2 separate regions of the Rattus norvegicus genome follow, and region 2 is linked to region 1. Evidence: chromatin contacts called from public Hi-C data. All regions are on one chromosome and are shown on one strand. Each heading gives the region's core, a stretch centred on a gene start, on an enhancer-like site or on the middle of the called end of the contact. The rest is flanking DNA. Distances are from core to core; before and after follow the strand shown. Region 1 overlaps Dlgap1 (DLG associated protein 1). Region 2 overlaps LOC120094777 (a long non-coding RNA gene).

Region 1 (6,652 bases), core at 2,627-5,126:
AGCTGGTATGGGGCAGGTCCTAAGCTTGATCCCTAGAACCACAAAATAAAAGACAATATTTATAAAGCATTTGTAATTAGAAGTAAATTGAACTTCTGTAAGAAGGTAATCTCAGAATGGCTTACAGTACGTTACGGGATGTGCCCAGGCTATATGCAAAGACTATATAAGACAGTAACTGAATGTTCTGGTAAACACACATCACATGAGGGTGTTCCATAATCAACCCTCCAAAGATACCAAAGGACAGCTACGTAGCCAGTTGTCACCAGTGCCAGCGTCTGTTGGCATTAGTCAAGTGCTGGCTACGTTTAGCTATGACTAGTCAGCTTTTGTCATGGAGCTGGTATGTCAAATGTTATGGGGTGGAGGTCAAAACCCCATAGGGCCAAAGAGTAGGAGCCATCCGCGTCTGAGGCCTGGGATTCTATTCTCGGCATCATCAACACGAGGAGTGCCGTCTCTACTCTCTCCTGTGCTTTATCCAAGCTAACGTCCTCCTTTGTCTCTGCACCCTCTGAGACACACACAGTGGCACACTGCAGTCCGATTAGATTGCTGCCGAGTGGCCCAGGATATCAAACCTCCCACTGTTCTTTCTACTCAACATCACTGGGCTATTGTCTCCCATAGCCTAGGCTGGCCTAGAACTCCCTGTGTAGTCAAAGCTGACCTTGAACTCCTGATCCTCCTGCCTCGACCTTCCAAGTGTCGGGATTACAGACATGGCCCTGTAGCCGCCCTCCCTTCTGAGAACGTTTTTGTCTTTATAGTATTATTTTTGTTTTGTCTTTATATTATATGAAAAGTCTTTCTTATTATTTTATTTATTCCTTTGATAAGGTCTCATGTAGCTTACTTAGTCCGGGCCTGGACTTGAGGATAACCTTGAACTTCTGACTTTTCCTGCCTTACTTCCTAAGGGTGGGGTTACAGGCATGGACCATCAAGCCTTTTTTTATGTAGTGCTGCGACCAAAACCACTACTCTGCATGCTAGTCAAGCACTCTATCAACTTAGCCACATCTTCAGCCCAATTTGGGTTTTATCACGGCATCTTTCCAAGAACCCCTCTTTACCTCATTTCAACAGAACGGGCTTGGAGTCCTGAGTGTCAGGGCAAACCCGAATGGGAACCATGAGTGTCTGCCTGCCTGGGTCTAGTAAACAGATCTCATCTGCCATTCACTCTTCCTCCAGCCAAGGCCATAGCACTCCTGATGGGAGTATCAAGCGCCTGGTATTCCTCTGCGTTGCTTCAGAGGAACCTGTGTACAAATCAGAGTACTTCACATCTATGGGAGCCTAGGCCTAAGTTCTAACCGACTTGGGGGATGCTCCACTGCCCTGTCCCTGGCACTGAGAGCAGCCTGAGGAATGTAGTCGGGAATTCTCTGCCTTGGGAAACAGGATTTGTGAAGAAGCCAGAAAGGAAACCTTTCTTTCCTTCCTGTTAGTTTCAGCAGGGTCTGGAAGGCGGGGCCTGCAGGGAATGTCAGCAGCCCTGGGCTGTGTAGGTAAGCTCTTTAATTATTCATCTTACTCCTTCCTTCCACCTAGAAACCCTCTTTTTTCTTTCTCCAAAGGGAAAACTATACAGGTTAGTCTGTATTGGCCTCCATGGTCCAGAGGAAGGATACCTGTTTCTTGCATACTCAGTTAGCAAGAGCAGCTCTGAGAAGGACACTCTTTACCTGCTGTTCATTGACAGCTGAGGACACAACTGGAAGAGACTCTCCAGGTGTCCCTTAAAGGCTGCACCTGCCCTACCACCCTGGGGTGTAGCTCAGTGGTAGAGCATACACCTATCAAGAACAGGGATGTATTCTAGCATGGGAAAGAGAGACAGCTGGACGGGGATGCTTGTCATTTGCCGAAATTTCAGTTCAACAAAACAAAACCCAACGACCTTGCAGTCCCTTTGAAGTCGAGATTAAAATTGGTATCAAGTTACTCCACCCTCTATCCCCATTCACTGAGTGTTAATGAACCCAAGGCTGGTCTCTTTAAATTCCAAAAACAACCCTGCAGAGGAGGGTACAGCCAGCAGATAAAAAGGAGGCCAAGAGAGAGGTTGCTTTGCCCCAGCTCTCCCACGGGGTAGAGCTGGCCGGAAAGTTGCTCTTCCCACAGAAGTTACTTATTTTTTCGGACGTGCCACTGTATCTGCACATCGTGGGTGAACACTTGTCATCCCAGCACTGGAGATGAAGAAAGAGGCAGAGGGATCAGGTGTTAAGGCTAGCCTCTGCTACAGTGTGAGTTCAAGGCTAGCCTGGGCTAGATGAAGCACTGCCTCAATAACAATGACAAAAAGATTCTCTCGTGAATCTCCCAGAGAACAGTGCTGCCTGAGTGCAGGTTGGAAACTTCACCAACAGCCGGAACCCTCGGGTCCTGGGGATTGCAAGCCACCGACATACAGTGATTCAAACCTTGATAGTAAGTTATGCTGTAGGCATACTGTTAGCAGTTTCCCCCTCAGGTCTGACAGTTCCAAGGTCAGATTTTGAGTGATGGCTTTCAGAAACGTGGCTGGAGGAGTCGTGTCTTAAAACCACGTGCCAATTCTTATAGTAATCGGAGCTTCCAGCAGGGGGGTGCTGTGGTGGTATCACTTTCTCTATTGGACCACCAATAGAGGGTGGAGGCTATACAGGGTTTCTTTTATATTTTAATTTTGTTTTGTTTATTTTGAGCCAGTGTTTCACTGTGTAGTGTGTAGCCCTGGCTGGCCTAGACCTCTGTAGACCAGGCTAGTCTTGGAAAGAGATCTGCCTGCCTCTGTTTCCTGAGTGCTGGGGTTAAAAAGCCACCACACCTAGTCTAAAAGTATAGCTTTGGCTGGTCTAGAACTCCTGACCCTCCTACCTCTGCCTCTTCAGCATACCCTCCTGGTGTGCAGTTGGGTTTGATCAGTGTCCTGTCACTGCTTTGGTATAGTTCTGGGGGTCTGTTGGTTCACCAGCACAGGAGACATTCTGTTAGTTTTATCCTAATGAATGGCAGAGGTCCCTGGAGGATCCTTTCACTGTGTTCTTTCCACAGGTTAGGGTGATGTCTAGGTCGCAAATGGTACTGGATGCTGTGTCTTTTGAGATAAGCATTGTATAGTCAAGGCTGTGCTGTCTGAGCCACCTTTTCCCCATTCCCTACCAACAGGCCAACTTCTAAGATAGCTTTTTTTTTTTCAGACAGGAGAGTGGGTCCACAGTAGGTTTTGTTGGACCCATCTGCACAGATCATCTTTGAATGCGTGGCTCAGTGCTCTAGGCTCTAGTTTATACTCAGGCAACCCTGAGATAATTGTTGGCTGCAACCTGCATTGCAGAATACAAGGAGGTGGGGTATATAGCTTGTGGTATACCGCTTGCCCAGCACCCGGGGAGCCCCACCCCCAGCAACAGCCAAAACAGTCTTTTCAAACTGATGTGTGGGTAGACAGATATGTTAGTGAGCTGCCCGGGTGACTGATCAAACACTCGACACACTTATGACACCAAACAAGCCCTGTTCCCACTTCCTGGTGTGGATTATATTCTTGTTTTTAAAATGAACTGTAAAAATGAAAGGCAATAAATTTTTTTCTTTCAGATTTCTATTATCGTAGGTCAGATTTTATTAAATGGTAACTTTGGGCTGATAGCTATTCGGTGAATCGCCTGCTTGCTAACCCGAGTTCAATCCCTGGAACCTACAGGGCAGGAGAGAAACAGCTCCAGCAAAGTGGCTTCTAGCCTTGGTGTGTGCCCTTTCTCAATAAAGAAATGACTGTGAGAAACAAATTCAAAAGGGAGACCATCAACATTGGAAACCTCCTGAGCATTGGTGTTGCAGGGCTTCGTGCCTTGACGCAACAGACTGGAGGCTGACTCTGCTCACCCTTGAAACTGCCCAGTCACTGTGGCTTTCGTTCCAAACAGAAAATACAGGAGAAGGATCTGGAATCAAGGAAAACCCAAGGCGAGTAGGGCTGGTGGGCAGATGTAAATCAGCTACCAATAAACCCTTAGAGAAGAGAACCTTTTTGATGGCAGCTGCCGGAGCTTCAGCCCGTTTGAGTTGCTGATAACCTCATCAAGCCCTCAGATAAAGGCTAGTCTTGTCACCCTGGGCACCTGGCTGAGAGGCAATAAAACGTAGCCTAATCTCCTAAGGGTGGAGTTCGGCCAAGCTTTGCCCGCAGTAATTATAGCTCTAGAATTGCGGTCCTCTTCTGAGAAACCAGGAAGGGGGAAGGGGAGAAGATGGTTTAAGGCAGCGGGAAGTTGTGCCGTTTCTGTTCTTGGATTTAAAAGAGAAAGTGAGCCAATCAAGGAAGAGGGAGTGAGGGAAAAACAGCTAGGGGCTAGGCTCCCTCTCGAGGGGTTAACCAGCGTTCCTAACCGCAGGGTAAAAGGCTCAACTGTTGAGAATAATCCCAGAAACTTTAGGAACCTTCCTTTGTACATGTAAATAGCCGAGTCATTGCCTTGCTAAGCGGAGAAGGAAGAGTGACTCATTGGTCGCTCCTTACTCTGCCGTTGGATGGAGTTTACCGAGAGCAAGAAAACGACTTTAAATCCCAGCTCTGTAAGGGAATTCCTCTTGGGAGGGATGAATGCCGCCCAGACAAAGGAGCCCCCGTTGACATCTCGTTTACAATCTACCCCCAGGACACAGACAAGACCGCCTCCATAAACCCAGCTCAGAAACACCCATTGTTCAACACCCTCCATTAGCAACAAGCTACCGCCACCCCAAGGCTTTGCAAAAGAAAGGATTTGGTTGGAGGAAGCCTGGGACTGGGGAGGCTGTGAAAAGAGACAGGAAAGGCGTCCTTTGAGCCTCCGTTCAAGAGAAGAGTGCCGCAGAATAAACCTCGAGGTGTTTAATCTTTTAGTTTCCTTAAGAAATGCCTGGAAGAGCCCAAGACCAGTGATTGAGAACTCTAAATTGGATGTTAGCTCATTGCAGAAACTTCTGTCAACCGAAGTTACTAAATAGACTGTCTCTGCCTAATGTACATATTCTGAGCCTCGTAAAACCCTATACCACCGCAGCAAAGCACGGCTGAGTTCTTTACTAGACGTTGTTCTGAATAGTCCTCCAACCTACACCTGTACACATTTGTTTTGGTCCCTATCTTAATAAAGCTCAGAAATTCCAGAATACATTTGGATTTACCAAAAATAGAGGTGGGGTTTAAAAACAAAACGAAACGAAACTAAGTCAAGCCAACCGCTCTATCTTTATGCTCCTTGTTTAGCCCCAAACTCATGACTTTTGTGAACCCACTGTTCAAGCCAGAATTCTGGCCACGATCCTTCTGATCCTCCTGTCTCTTAGCTCATTCTAGAGTCATTCTATGTCCTGTTTGTCCCTTTCTGGGTCTCTGGATCTTTCTACTTATCATAGCCATTTCCTACCTCAGGTTTCTACACCTCCAGGTTGTGATTTATTAATGAGTCATGAGATCAGCCGAGTGAGTCATGCAGTTTCACTATTTAGAAAGGAAAATGTTTAAATAGAAATACCAGAGTGCCCTGTGGTCAGGAACGGGGTATTGTTGCATGAATCGTGTTTGTCCGGATCTGTGTACAAAGTAGGGGAGAGGTCAAATGCTTTTGTTTGTCAAAAGTATTTTCTAATTGGGCATCCTGGATGATCAGTTAATTGTCCCTGCGTTCAAACTGTTGTACATACTCGGAGACACGGTGAAAATGTGGAACACCCAGCTTGTCACCCTGGCTTGCATATGGTATCCCATCTAGGGCTGCGGGAACTCCCACTTCCCCATTCTGCCAGCCTTCTCGCCCCAAGACCCCCCCTTTTCCTGACCAATCATACTTTACTCAAGTTTCCCCACTTTGCCTTGGGATTCCTGCTGTGGAGTCTCTTCCTTCTCCCTCTCCGTCCAGGTATCAGTGTGGCTGCCACCACTTGCTGGAAGACATCTGCACTGTCCTTCCAAATGGCTGGCCTCTGGGAAGCAGGGGCTCTGCTCTTCTGGTCTGACAGGGCAGTTACATAGTCTGTTATCTGTCCAGTTCCTTCTCAATTTTTTTAAAAAAAAGATTTATTTATTTATTTATTTATTTATTTATTTATTTATTTATTTCTCTTATGTATAGGACTACACTGTAGCGGTCTTCAGACACACCAGAAGAGGTCATAGATCCCTCTGGTCTAATGATTGTGAGCCACCATGTGGTTGCTGGGAATTGAACTCAGGACCTCTGGAAGAGCGGTCAGTGCTCTTAACCGCTGAGCCATCTCTCCAGCCCCTCCTTCTGAATCTAAGTCCGTAAGTAGGCATTCTGTTGGCAGATAGGTTACCAGTGTGGTGCCTAGGTGACTTATTCACGCTCCGCCCTACCCTCATCTTGGTTTTCTCTGTGGAGAGGATGTCTTGATGGTTAAAGTCCTTCTTTTGGTGAGCTGGTCAAGGCTGGTTAGATCTAATATGCAGCCGGAGTGACTACCAAGAGTCTTCTGTTTGCTAAATGACACACATCGTCCAAAGTCATGGCATTTGTCAACTGCCATGACCATAGCAGGCGAGAGGGAGGATCACCACAATAGTTGAGTGATCCAGGAAGCAGCACCCAAGTTCCCTGAGAAGCAAACCTTCAGGTACCCCCAGAACAGACACGAATGCTTCCTCTCTAGG
Region 2 (6,652 bases), core at 2,540-5,039, 210 kb before region 1:
CTCACTGGTAGAGCTCTTGCCTGGTATTTACTCATGAAGCCTCAGGTTCCATCAACACCTCATGAAAATACAAGCATGGCAGCACAGGCCTGTGATCCCAGCACTGGGGAGGCAAAGGCAGGAAGATCTGAAGTTGAAGCTCACCTTGGGTATGTAGTATTAGAGGTTAGCCTGGGCTACACCCTGTATGAATAAATAGAATGTTCTGAGTATTTTTCTATTGTTACAGGAAAAAAAAATAGAATCTGACTCTAGGTGGACACGTGCCATTGATTCCTGATTTTCTTTTAATGACTTTAAATGTTTTACTTTAGGTACATTGTTGGTGTTTTGCCTGCCTGCATGTATGTGAGGGCCATGTGGGTGCTGGGATTGAACCTGGGTCCTCTGGAAGAACAAACAGTGCTCTTAACCATGGAGCCATCTCTCCAGCTGCTACCACTACCACTACCTTGTGAGTGGAAGGTTTTCTGAAATGATTTCTCTCTGTAGCTAGCCCTGGCTGTCCTAGAAATTGCTCTGTAGACCAGACTGGCCTTGAACTCAGGGATCTGCATCCTTGTGTTAGGATTAAAGCTGATCACCACTACCACTTACTGTCTCCTGTCTTAAGAGTTAGTCCAGGGTACTGGAGAGATGGTTTGGAGACTTGCTGCTTTCGTGGAGGATTGGGGTCTAGTCCCCAGCAACAACATGTGGTGGTTCACAACTACCTGTAACTCCAACTTTAGGGGACCTTATACCCACTTTCAGCCTCCGTAGATATATGCACACATAGACACATAAATACAAAGTGTCAAGAAGAAAAGAGTCAGGGGTGATGTCAAAGGCAAAGAGAGTAGGATCACTTCAAGTTCTAGGCCAGCTTGGTCCACATAGTCCCTTCCGGGCAAACCTGGGCTACACAGTGAGACCCTGTCACAGACACAAACAGAAGTTAATCCAGTTGGACAGGTCAATCCTTTGGCCAAAGGTCCAACCCTCAGGAAGGCAGGCCCACCCTAAGCTGTGCTAAAGAGGTAAATACCGTGAGATACTGTACTTTTCCTGTCCTGAATCCCCTTGCTCTGCTGCTGCTGAGCTGTCCTTAGGCTCTGCCAGGTCTGCCTGCTTTTCCTCGGCCCTGGTTCTCAGGAAGACACAACCTTTCCTTTTCCTTCTCTTCTGTCTCCCCTTTGGATGCTGGCCAGAACACAAGTGTGCTTTTTCTGGGGCTTCCTTACCCTTTCTCAAAAGCTGCCCCCTCTGCCCTGTGGCTGCTTGTCCTCCACAGGACTCATCTCCATGTGGCCTGAACTCATGTGGTTTCTCTTCTCTAGACTCTTCCAGGCAGCTGTCTGGGGTTTACCAGCCTGCTTTCCCTGGGTTCTTATATTAAACTAATAAAGTTGCCTTTAAGCTCTCCTATGAATCTGTTCTTAAATCCTTCTTAAAATTTTTATTTATTTATTTATTTATTTATTTATTTATTTATTTATTATATATACTGTAGCTGTCTTCAGACACACCAGAAGAGGGTATCAGATCCCATTACAGAGGGTTGTGAACCACCATGTGGTTGCTGGGAATTGAACTCAGGACCTTTGGAAGAGCAGTCAGTGCTCGTAACCACTGAGCCATCTCTCCAGCCCCTTAAATCCTTTTATTAATGAAACTGAGAGCCCCCAAGGAGGGACCCCAACATTTCTGGTATCACTCTGTACTAAGCATGATACACTGCTGCCCTCTGAGGCTGGTATTTTTATGGTTTAGTTTGTACAGAAGAGGAATTGAGGAATAGGAGTGGCTTCTCAGGGAAGCACAGCTAGCTAGTAAGCATGGGGCTGTGGTCTGAGCGCAGTGGGTGTGGCCCAGGAAAGTGATGAGCAGAGAAGACACCAGTCGTGTGTTATAGAAGCCTCCGTCGTTACATTTTGTCCTGGGTAGTGTGTGCACTGTCATCTCGTCTTCTGGGTAAGAAGACTGAACTACAGACGTCATCCTGCTTGCTGGACAGAATCTAGCTTCTGACCTTCCTGACAAAAACATCAAGCCTACAACTTCCCGATTAAACAGTTGGGACCTACAGTCTAATCAAGACGCTCTTCGCTCTTCGGGGTTGGGGATTTAGCTCGGTGGTAGAGCGCTTGCCTAGGAAGCGCAAGGCCCTGGGTTCGGTCCCCAGCTCTGAAAAAAAGAACCAAAAAAAAAAAAAAAAAAAAAAAAAAAGACGCTCTTCAGTTAGAGGGAAGTGGAGAGCTCAGTAACGTGAGTGGCTGGGTGTCTTAGTCAGCGTTTCTATTGCTGTGATGAAACTCTAAAGACAAAAGAGCATCGCGGGGAGCAAAGGGTTTACTTTGCTCACAGTTCCACATAACAGTTCATTGTCAAAAGTGATGAGGTCCGGGACTCAAGCAGGGCAGGAACATGGAGGCAGGAGCTGATGCAGAGGCCGTGGAGGGCTGCTGCTTACTGACTTGCTTATCATGGCTTGCTCAGCCTACTTATAAACTTAGGATGAAAACTCAGGTGTGGCAACACCCACCAATGGGCTGGGTTCTCTCCCATGGATCACTCATTAAGAAAAGGCCCTACAGGCTTGCTACAACGTGATCTTATAGAGGCATTTTCTCAATTGAGGCTCCCTCCTCAATGACCACCTTGTATCATAAAACCAGCCAGGACACTGGGCTAGACTGACAATAGACAAAGAAAAGGAAAATTGTACAAACGTATCTGCAGTCTCCCTGCAGGAGACTCAAGGCCAGGCGGTGCCACCTTAATCTGAACAGGGGCTGAGGATTGAGAAGGAACAGGAGGTTTTGGAAGGCTTCAGGGAGAAAAACTATGACAGACAGAAATTATCTTGCACTGATAAAATCTCTCAGGGAGGAATAGGTGGCAGCCTGGGGCAAAAGCTGCCCTGGGCTCAGTATGGACCTTTAACCCCTTTTCCTGAACTCAGATCTTTCCTAGAATGCTTCTCAGGCATTCTTCAGAGCAACCCTCAGCTCGCCCCCGCCTTCCGTGATCTGGCAGCACGACCCAGTAAGGTGCTCATGACGTGTCCGAGCTCTTAGCATGATCCATGCATGTATTACTGTTTAGCGTGATAAGTTATCATGTTATGCCTTACAGGGGCTGGAGAGATGGCTCCTTGTTAAGACCACTTGCTGCTCATACAGAGGCTGCAGGTTTGACTTCCCAGCACACCATGAAGGGAGCCTCATAACCGCCATAACTCCAGTTCCAGGTGATCCAACTCCCGCTTCCGGCCTCCTAGGGCACCAGGTACGTAAATGGTGAACAGGCAAACATGCAGACGAAACACCCAAACTGGTAAGTAATACTAAATTTTTTAAAAATGTTATGCATTATGTATGAGCACAAGCCTTGGAATCTGAATGTAGAAACTGTTGAAGAACTTAGGGCGGAGAGATCCCGAGAGAGTGTCACTCAGAAACTGAAAGAGGATGTGGAAGTTTATTACAGATTGAAGTTTTTTCTTTTCTTTTGTTGTTAGTTTGTTTCATTTTTTGTTTTTTTCTTCAAGACAGGGTTTCTCTGTGTGGTGCCGCTGTCCTGGAATTCACTCTGTAAATAGACCAGGCTGGCCCACATACTACAGTTTTGAAGAAAGACTTCTCGGGTTGAAAAGATGGTGGCGGTCACAGAATACACTTGTCGCCTTTGTACTTGGTCTCAGTGGAGCTTTCCTTTAAAACCAAAAACCAAAACACAGTTGTCAAGCGCAGTTGTTTAGAGACGATAACTGGAAGTGTCACTAGGTGTCACTATTATTCTTGGTACTGTAGTAAACCATTCCCTAAGGAGCTTAAACTGTAGAGTAGCGCGCAGTCTGACTTCAGAGCACTGGCCCCACTTTGTCAAGAGCTCTTTAGAGGACAATTTCATGCAAAGTCCCTACAGGAAATTCATGCGTCTCTGCATTCCAGATTTAGGGAGCAGTTTCTGGGATTTGATTTTTATGAGAACTCATAGCAAGTGCCTATCTCCTCCGTCCCCCTCCCTGTCCTTCCTCCTCCCTTCTCCTCCCTCCCTCTTCCTCCTCACTCCCTCTTCCTCCTCCCTCCCTCTTCCTCCTCACTCCCTCTTCCTCCTCCCTCCCTCTTCCTCCTCACTCCCTCTTCCTCCTCCCTACCTCTTCCTCCTCCCTCCCTCTTCCTCCTCCCTCCCTCTTCCTCCTCACTCCCTCTTCCTCCTCACTCCCTCTTCCTCCTCACTCCCTCTTCCTCCTCCCTAACTCTTTCTTTCCTTCCTCCTTCCTTCCATTCATCCACCATCAATTCATGTATAAATATTTGTTAAGTGATTAGAAAGTTCCAGAATCCAGCTCTGCAGTCTTTGAGAATCCTGGGCTCAAACTATCCCCTGACCTTAAATCTCCCAGTTTCCTTGGGCTGGCAGGCAGGTCCCACCTCATTCACTTCTGGTCCCATGGTCATGTGAACATGTGAGCAAGTCTTTATCATTCTTGCCATTATCACATCTATCGCAGAGACCACAAGCCGGTAGATGTGTGTGAAATTGTGTTGTAAAATTATGCCTTATTTTTCTGCCTCAAAAAATTCGAGCAGCATCTGTTTAATAGCTCTATGCAATGTACTCTAACAAGTCATCCAACCTAAATGTCTCAAGACAACACAAATAGCTTGTAAGACAGCTTCTTTTTATTGCTATTTCCTCCCCCAACTCCCCATCTCCTGGAAATATCATTAGAATAATGCCAGAAAAATACCAAATGAATAAAAGACCTGAAAGTGTTTGGCTGGGGGGTGGGGTGGGGATGGAAATATTCTGTGGAATGCATATGAATAGGCATGTTCATGTTTAAATATGAGAAATCATTTTGGACATACCTTCAGGAAGTCCTAATCCCTCCAGTCCTGCGTCTGCTGTCTTGGGTTCTCAGGGCACAATGCTTCCTTTCAGATCCCCCTTCCAAAGGAGTATGATGAAATCTGTTTCCTCTCCTGGACTCCGTGAAAATACATCCGGACGCTTCCCTACACTGCTCTTTCCTAATCACCTCAGTGCAAACGGACTTCAGCTCGTGTAAGGGGCTGACTATAGATTCCCAGATAACCTTTTCCCATGCTTTGCTTGCATGGAAATAACCTTTTTCCATGCACTGTGTGCAGGCACACACACACACACACACACACACACACACACACACACACAGAGAGAGAGAGAGAGAGAGAGAGAGAGAGAGAGAGAGAGAGAGAGAGAAAGAAGCTACTTTTTTGCCCAGAGCAATGTAGTGTCAATTGCTGTTGTCCTAGTTTATCAGTGTGAAAGACAGCTGTTATTGAGTTGCAATGTGTAACACCCCAGGAGGCTGTCAAAGCTACTCTTGAAAATCTGCTTGCTGGAGAATGACACCTATTTCCTCCGGAAGTTCCATTGTTGGCCTCCGTGCTGGTCAGTTACCTTGGCAACCCTAAGAACTGGACCAGAATGTAACATAAAGCCACAGATCAAGTTTCCACAATAGCCACAGGTTTGGAAATGTCTGCGGTAGTCTGTTCATAGTTGGGAGCGGGAGTCTGTTTGCTAAAAGGCATTTTAGGAAAGCAACTCCCACTTCTCAGATGAGACTAATGACCCAGTGCCCCCTGCTCTCCCTTGCAATGTCACAGCCAGTTGTAGCAGAACTCCTACTCCAAGCTCTTCATTGGTCTCTTGGCCTCTGTGTTCTCTGTTTTCTCAGTCTATCAGAGGTGGGACTGGCTTGCCTACCCAACCGCAGAGCTGCTGACTTATGGTGATGATGGTGATGATGAAGAAGATGATGAAGAAGAAATTGCCCTTAAATTTCACATTTGAGTTACATAAAAAGGGTTTTGTTTTTTTTTTTTTTTTACAACTTTTGAGCCTATGTTAATTCTTCTTTTCTTCTTGTTGCTTTTTATTTGTCTTCAAGACAAGGTTTCACTGTGTATCCTTGGCTGTCCTGGATCTCACTCTGTAGACCAGGCTGGCCTCAAACTCACAGAGATCCACTTGCCTCTACCTCCACAGTGCTGGGGTTAAAGGCACCTGCTACCACTGCCCTGCTGGGCCTATGTTAATTCTTTTTGTGGACTGGGGATCAAGTATCATTTTCTTTTTCTTTTTTTTTTATTGGATATATTTTTATTTACATTTCAAATGTTATCCCCTTTTCCCCATCCAACCACTTAACCCTTCTCGCCTCCCCACCCTGACGTTCCCCTACACTGGGGGATCCAGCCTTGGTAGAACCAAGGGCTTCTCCTCCCTTTGGTGCCCAACAAGGCCATCCTCTGCTACACATGAAGCTGGAGCCATGGGTCTGTCCATGTGCACTCTTTGGATGGTGATTTAGTCCTTGTTGGTTGGTATTGTTGTTCTTATGGGGTTGCAAACCCCTTCAGCTCCCCAAGTATCACTTTCAAATCCATACTGTGACATATTCCTTCAGCTAGGAGATACTATATTCTAAAGTTTCCAGAAGCTTCCAAAACAATCCCCAACAGCTAGGAGCTAAGCTCTCAGCACAAGGGCCTGTAGGGGGCATTTACTATCTGAAAACCATGACAGAACCTGAACCTTTAATATAAGAAGGACAAGAACTTCCAGACACAGAGGCACTGGGAAACAGTGCCTGCTTTTGTCTATAGAAACAGAG

What was found. A called contact is a pair of places that touch in the nucleus more often than the background predicts.
Region 2: a contact with region 1 is called in a Hi-C map of Schwann cells, with 6 times the contacts expected there. The contact joins two enhancer-like sites. A contact is called at or near these places in 11 of 12 Hi-C or Micro-C datasets (the A7r5 cell line, the Rat2 cell line, Schwann cells and 6 more) and 1 of 1 datasets of contacts at active chromatin or transcription factors (oligodendrocytes).

Annotation. Positions count from the first base shown.
Region 1 is chr9:118,103,170-118,109,821 of GRCr8, reverse strand. The region is part of intron 7 of Dlgap1 (DLG associated protein 1); the gene reads right to left. The region is part of intron 2 of LOC102555426 (a long non-coding RNA gene); the gene reads left to right. Among named protein-coding and RNA genes, the nearest start is that of Tgif1, 98 kb to the left of the region's middle. Within about 2 kb of position 3,876, at least 66 of the 93 cell types and tissues checked have an H3K27ac peak or open chromatin away from gene starts, as enhancers often do. A contact at or near this core is called in the A7r5 cell line and Schwann cells, where this site is marked.
Region 2 is chr9:118,312,063-118,318,714 of GRCr8, reverse strand. It overlaps LOC120094777 (a long non-coding RNA gene), which reads right to left. Exons shown (of 3, transcript XR_010055098.1): 2 at 4,860-6,652; 3 at 2,313-3,695. Among named protein-coding and RNA genes, the nearest start is that of Myl12b, 19 kb to the left of the region's middle. Within about 2 kb of position 3,789, at least 11 of the 93 cell types and tissues checked have an H3K27ac peak or open chromatin away from gene starts, as enhancers often do. A contact at or near this core is called in the A7r5 cell line and Schwann cells, where this site is marked.